Regions from separate parts of the Sus scrofa genome. Here region 2 is linked to region 1. A link is a contact called in public HiChIP or PLAC-seq data. All regions are on one chromosome and are shown on one strand. The core of a region is the stretch at or near the end of the contact, and the rest is flanking DNA. Distances in the headings are between cores, read along the strand shown. Region 1 overlaps ME3 (malic enzyme 3). Region 2 has its middle 57 kb from the start of PRSS23.

Region 1 (3,037 bases), core at 309-2,808:
GTCACAGGAAGAATGTCAATCATGTGTAAGTGAACAATCTCTTAAAGAAGCCAATTGCATGATTCATCTGTACAACGACTTCGCTGATTACAAACGAAGGGGTCACTTGACAGCTACCTCCACCAGGCAATGGACTTTGAAGAGTCAGTTTCAGCTACTTGCATATCTTAATATAAGACATGTTTTTTCTGGTTGGATATTTTATAATTCAGACATTTTGCTAATTCAGCCAATCCTTCTGCCCTCCAGGGCCTTAGTCCAGTTTTCTGAGGTTTTACATAATGGGCTCCATTTGACCGAGGGCCACTTGTCTCTGTACATTTTCCCGTCAAACTGTGATTTTCTCAGGCCTTGCGATTGGTTAAATAATGCAACACAGTCCAAGCTCCTGACTAGGCCTCCTTGGATGTAGGGTCTGGGTTTGGATCCAGGGCACAGTGGATGTCAAGGGAACTCTTCCAGACCTCACAAAGAAGCGTCCAGAACCAAAATGTTTCTGTTTTGAGGCCAGACTATCAAAACCCACCTATCTGAGCCAACTCCAAATTTCTCGATAATTGCTTCGAGAAGATTGTTTGCCTACTTGAAATACTCACTTCCCATCCTGACACAACGTTCTTTGAGGTTAATAAAAGGAGCGAAATCACCATTTTCAACAATTTCAACCCAGTGCCCGTGGAAAGAAAAACAATGTTTTTACTGGCACAGAATTCACGAGACTTAAGAACAATAAAGGTCAACTGCCTCATGTTTTAACAACTTTTTTTCTCTTCAGTCTTGGCGAATTTGTAAGCAAGAGTCTCAGAATTCTTCAACAAAAATGCAGAACTCTGAATAATTTCCAATTGGCCTGAGAATTTCTCTTGGGTAATCAACAGACCAGGCCTGGATAAAAATCTCTTCTGAAAGTTTTTATTTTCTTTCTTTCTTTTTTTTTTTTTTAAAGTACTTTAAAATTTAGAGTTTATTTATTCTTAAAAACAATCAAAAAACCATAAAATTGCCAAACTTTAAACTTGTAGTTGTAAATAAGGATGTGTTCAAGTTCAAGTTAACCTAAAACATAAGTTTAAGGTCAAGTCAGTCCAATCTCTTAGCATAATTTAATGAGGAAGATTTAGAGGGCTCAGGACAAGCAACATTCAAATCATAATCACAGTCTAGATTGGAATAACTATGAGATGGAAGGCCTGCATGAGACTTAAAGACAACCTAAGATATTAAAATATATATTGAATAATTTTTACACAAGTGAAAATGAATCCTTTTAAGCAAAAAAAAAAAAAAAAAGAAAGAAAGAAAGAAAGAAATTACTTTTTCCTTTAAGAGAGCCATGGATTTTAAGAATTTACAAGGCCTTTGTGGATTGTCTGGCCTAGAGATAATGTGTACGTGTTAACTGGAAGCTTCCTTCAAGCAATGGTTAGGAGGTGCCTGGGGTCCTGCGATAAACACTGGGAAGCCGCATCTGAGCTCAGTGAGGGGTGTCATGATTGATTAACAATACTGGCCATGGGCAGGGGACGATGTGAAAGGTGACAGGGCAAATGAAAGGACACGTGGAAGGACATATTCCAGATACATCTCACGGACCCAGTCAAACCTACGACCTTGACCAAAGAGATATCTGAGACCGCAGAGAAATTAAGTGTCTGCCAGTGGTCACACTGCTAGTTTGAGACAGAGCCAGAACGCGAGCTTGGCAGTCTGGCTTCACATTCCACATCCTCCTATCAACGGAAGTCATTAAGAAATGTATTGCACACTTTCCTGCCATAGTAAATGGATTAAAGGAAGACACTGGCATACCCAGTGGTGTCTACAGGGTTGTGGGGGTACACAAGGCTGTTTGTAGTTCACTCAGTGCTCTCATGAGCTGAGGATGCCTAACAGCAACTGTTAAAATATGAGGCTTTCTGGTAGACCTGGTAGATTTCTCATGCAGCGAGAGCGGGGCCAAGGCAACTGTGTTTTTATCACATGCTTAGGAGGTCTACAGACCCACAACCGGAAAAACAGTGAGGTTGTATCTTTTCTTTCTGCCAGTTCTGCTCTATGGTTTCCCATTTCACACTGTTCTCTGCATCACCTCTTTTCTCTCGTCTCTTTCTCCTCCCGTCCATATTTTTTTGATGTTTTCTTGTCTCCCCACTTTTTGGTGCACTACTCTTGTTCCTGGCTCTAGCTGCCATCATCAGCCTCCTTTCTACCTGGTGAACGGATCCATCCCAAGCCATCTTCCCAGATTTGGAGGCTTTCAGTGATTCCCAACCACTCCTCCTAGAAACAGAGACTCTGAAGCAGACTATGGGGATTCAAATCCTGACTCCACCTCTTATTGACAGTATGCCTTTGGGTAAATGACATCCCCCCTTCATGCCTCAGTTACCAGAGCTGTAAAATGGAAATAATAGTATCTGCTTCCCTGGCATTGTTGCGAGGATTAAACAATTTAACAAAAAGTAAAGTGCTTAGAACAAGATCTGGTATGTTAAAGTGCTATGTAAGTCTTGGCTATTACTCTGATTATTGTTGATTTCGTACTGTTTAAGGCTACCAGACAGTCAAGAGTCAAATCACTAAGGCATTGTTATAGAAAGAACAGCTTAATCCACAGCTCAGTCATGAGGTCATTTCACGGTAGCTCTGCGGGCCCTTCCAGCAAGCAGTTATCAAGCGTTGTGTATCCAGATGTCTTGTGGACATGTGTTATACATACCCTGGGGGTTATACCTACCTTTTCCCCTAATACAGCAGCCATCTCTGGAGTGCCTGCCCAGCTCAAAATCACCACCACCAACACATGCCTGTTCCCCCTCCAGCAGCTGTGATGCACAATGTGGTCCCTTCCCACAGTCATGACTAGACCGGGGCGGCCACCTGTCTCAGGCTGGATTGGTCCACACTTTCTCTTATAACTTAATATTGGAACTAAGAGATGGCTTTCTCTCTCTCTCTCTCTTTGTCTTTTTAGGGTCAACCTGAGGCATATGGAGGTTCCCAGGCTAGGTAGGGGTCAAATCGGAGCTGCAGCTAC
Region 2 (3,037 bases), core at 217-2,716, 100 kb after region 1:
CAAATCTGACTGGCATCTGTGAGGACATAGGTTCAAAGCCCCGGCCTTGCTTAGTGGGTTAAGGATCCGGCGTTGCCATGAGCTGCGGTGTAGGTTACAGACATGGCTCGGATCCTGTGTTGCTGTGGCTGTGATGTAGGCCAGCAGCTATAGCTCCAATTTGACCCCTAGCCTGGGAACCTCCATATGCTGTGGGCGCGGCCCTATATAGCAAAAAAAAAAAAAAAAAAAAAAAACCAGAAAATCAGAGAGAGATACAGAGAGACATGGAGAGACAAAGGGAGAAAGACCAGGGCAGGGACTCAGAGCCAAAGAGAATGGAACCTGGGGCTAGCCTCTTGGCCTCCTGACAGAGCCCTGATTTTAAGCCCCAGGAGTCCTTTCTACACCCTGGCACCTAGCCTTGGGTTCCCGTAAGGTCTCTGGAGCCTCACAGCAACCCTTTCTACATGAGCTCATGAGAGTGCACCTCTGTTGCAACCCCAAAATTCTGACTTCAGCAGTCTGATGCCAAAGCCATTCTTACTCCACCTGACCAGACACCTCCTACCCGCTCATTCACAGTAAGGGCAATACCCAAAATGTGCCACAAGGACAGTCGAGAAGCCAAGTTTCCACAGACCGAGTTCCGCGTCTCTGCTGCTTTGGTTATCCTTCTGCTACCACCATCCCTGAGTAAAGACTGGGTCTCTGTCTCCAGGCCACTCTCTACCAGTCCCAGCTTCCCCTCCAGGTCTGCTCTCCAGGCCTCCTGCCACCATGGTTACAGCAGCTCGAAGGTCATCAAGCCAGGTGGTCGGCCCTGAACACTGCCTCCCCTGTCATTCCTACATGTCTTCTCTCCCAGCACTCAGAAGTGGGCTTTGTAAAGTCCAGGAATTAATCTGGATAGAGTGTAAGTAAAAGCAGAGGCTGTTTTGTCAAGAGATTAAGATGTGAGCAGACCCTGGCTTCTTGTCTGGATTCTCTTCCTAACTGGCTGTGTCACCTTGGGCAAGCTGTCGACTTCTCTGCGTCTTGGATTGCTTGGGTATCTATACAATGACAGGGAGGGCAGATGACATGCAGCTCTGACTTTCAAAAATCCCAATTTCAATGCCATCCCCTTTGATGGACATTTGGAGAAGGGGATCTTGGATCCTTTCTGGGATTTGTGCTTAATCATCACATCTGTTCTGGTTGCAAGTGTCCAAAAAGTAACTATATATAGCAGCACTGACCAGATTGTACAAAAGGAGCCAAATTCGCAGGGAAGGCATGAATACACACTAAGTGAAGATTCAAGCAAAAGGAAGGAGGATCTCATACCTAAGAGAAGGCTTGTGGCACCAACAGCTTTAGGAACTCGTGGGCAACTGTGTGAACAACAGAGGTGCAAGGGCGTGTGCATTGCTGAATTCGCACATTTCTAAGGCATCTATCACAGCAGGCCGGCTTGCAGGCTTTATTTAGGTAAAACTCCCATTGAGCTTCAACTCCCAGGGCCCTGTCTGACTCAGAGCTTCAGAATCTTGGCCTGTGGTGCGATGAGTCATGGTGATGAAATTTTAAGAGAAAAGGACATTCTTAAAATTAGCTTTGAGACAGCAACTGGCAGTACTTTTGCCCTGTAAGAGCCTTTTCCAGGTTATTTTAGTTGGTGTCCTCTTTAAAGGGACCCAGAATGGCTGGGTGAATTCTGCCTGTGGTTCCCCAGCCCTTGGTCCTTCAGATTCCTAGCACTCCAGACGTTCTCGCTCATTCCTTTCAAGGAAGCAAGTGAAGGACGGGGCCACTGACCCTCAGGCCTGGTCTGACCTTCACACTTCCGCCTGTGATCTTGTGATGGTTCCAAGAGGGGCTGGAGCTCCCAGAAGAGCCTAAGGCTAGGGCTGGACTGGGTCAGGTTGACCACCCCAGCGCTAGAAGTTCCACCAGCAAACAAAGATGGAGTGTGAGGGTCTCCTCTTACCCAACCTCACAATTCCTCTGACTCTGCACAGGCCCACTTTGTGCCTTTTGACCAAACCTCCTCCCAGGGCAGGAAATCAAAGCTGACACTGACTTTGCAGTCAGAATATTTCCATGAGCAATGAGATGTGGATGAACAATTTCTCCACTGTTCCCTGGACAACAGAGGGTTCTGTTGAAACCGGGCAGGCGTGGCTCAGCTCCCATTCTTATTTCCCCTGATGGAGAGCTTGCCCTCCTCAGTGTCTCCGGCCCTCCTCAGGGACATGCTGTCCTATGGGGACAATTGGGATTTCCCTCAAAAATCCAAATGGACAAAGAGCTACCCAGGGCTTCAGGGAACCTGACTGGAGCTGCAAGTAGAAACCAAGGGCACAGGACAGCTGTTGAGATTTGAGAAGGCCCAACAGGTATAAATATACCTCCCTTCTGTCAAGTCCCTTCTAGCAACATGTTTACATTCATTTAATCATTCATTTAACAGGAAACGGCTGCAAACCAACCATACACCATCACGATGCTGCTTACAGGGACTATTGGCATGAATAGGCTAGAGTTGCTGCCCATGGACCACTCATGTTTTAATATGGTGGATCCTGGTAAGCAATCTGTTGTAGTATGAGATGAGGCGGTGTGCTACAATAGAGGCTCATACAAAATATTATGAGATACAGAGAGAAGGAATGGAAGGTAGGCACCAAGAGAAAGGTGAAGGTTTTTATTAATAATTAAGAAAATGAACAAAAAACAGGTAACACCTCTTCTGGTTTGTGTTACTGGTATGTTGATCAAGCATGATTCATGGCACATGATAAATGCAACTTTATCATTGATTCCTCCTATCCTGGTTCTTTCCCCCCACCCCTACTGGTTTATGGTCAAAGCCACAAGCAAGAGGAAAGGCAGGGATAGGAAGGCTTTGATTTGAGTCTAGCCTTTGGCCAGAGAAAGCATCCCTGGCTGGGCCAGAGCAGGACTCTTCTCATGCAGCCAGGCCATGGGTTCTTCCCCAAAAATTAACCTTCGGAGCTCCTTGCTCACAACCCAGGTGAATTTTTTTCTATCCAAGGGTTTACCTGGAAGACTG

Evidence for each region. HiChIP or PLAC-seq counts read pairs in DNA pulled down with a chosen protein or histone mark.
Region 2: a contact with region 1 is called in an H3K27ac HiChIP or PLAC-seq map of skeletal muscle. The contact joins two enhancer-like sites. A contact is called at or near these places in 7 of 47 Hi-C or Micro-C datasets (embryonic fibroblasts, liver, mesenteric adipose tissue and 3 more) and 1 of 2 datasets of contacts at active chromatin or transcription factors (skeletal muscle).

The regions. Positions count from the first base shown.
Region 1 is chr9:20,443,718-20,446,754 of Sscrofa11.1, forward strand. All of the region lies in intron 2 of ME3 (malic enzyme 3), which reads right to left. Among named protein-coding and RNA genes, the nearest start is that of ME3, 44 kb to the right of the region's middle. Within about 2 kb of position 1,559, at least 11 of the 83 cell types and tissues checked have an H3K27ac peak or open chromatin away from gene starts, as enhancers often do. A contact at or near this core is called in omental adipose tissue and skeletal muscle, where this site is marked.
Region 2 is chr9:20,545,230-20,548,266 of Sscrofa11.1, forward strand. It overlaps a transcript of ME3 not described here. Among named protein-coding and RNA genes, the nearest start is that of PRSS23, 57 kb to the right of the region's middle. Within about 2 kb of position 1,467, at least 46 of the 83 cell types and tissues checked have an H3K27ac peak or open chromatin away from gene starts, as enhancers often do. A contact at or near this core is called in omental adipose tissue and skeletal muscle, where this site is marked.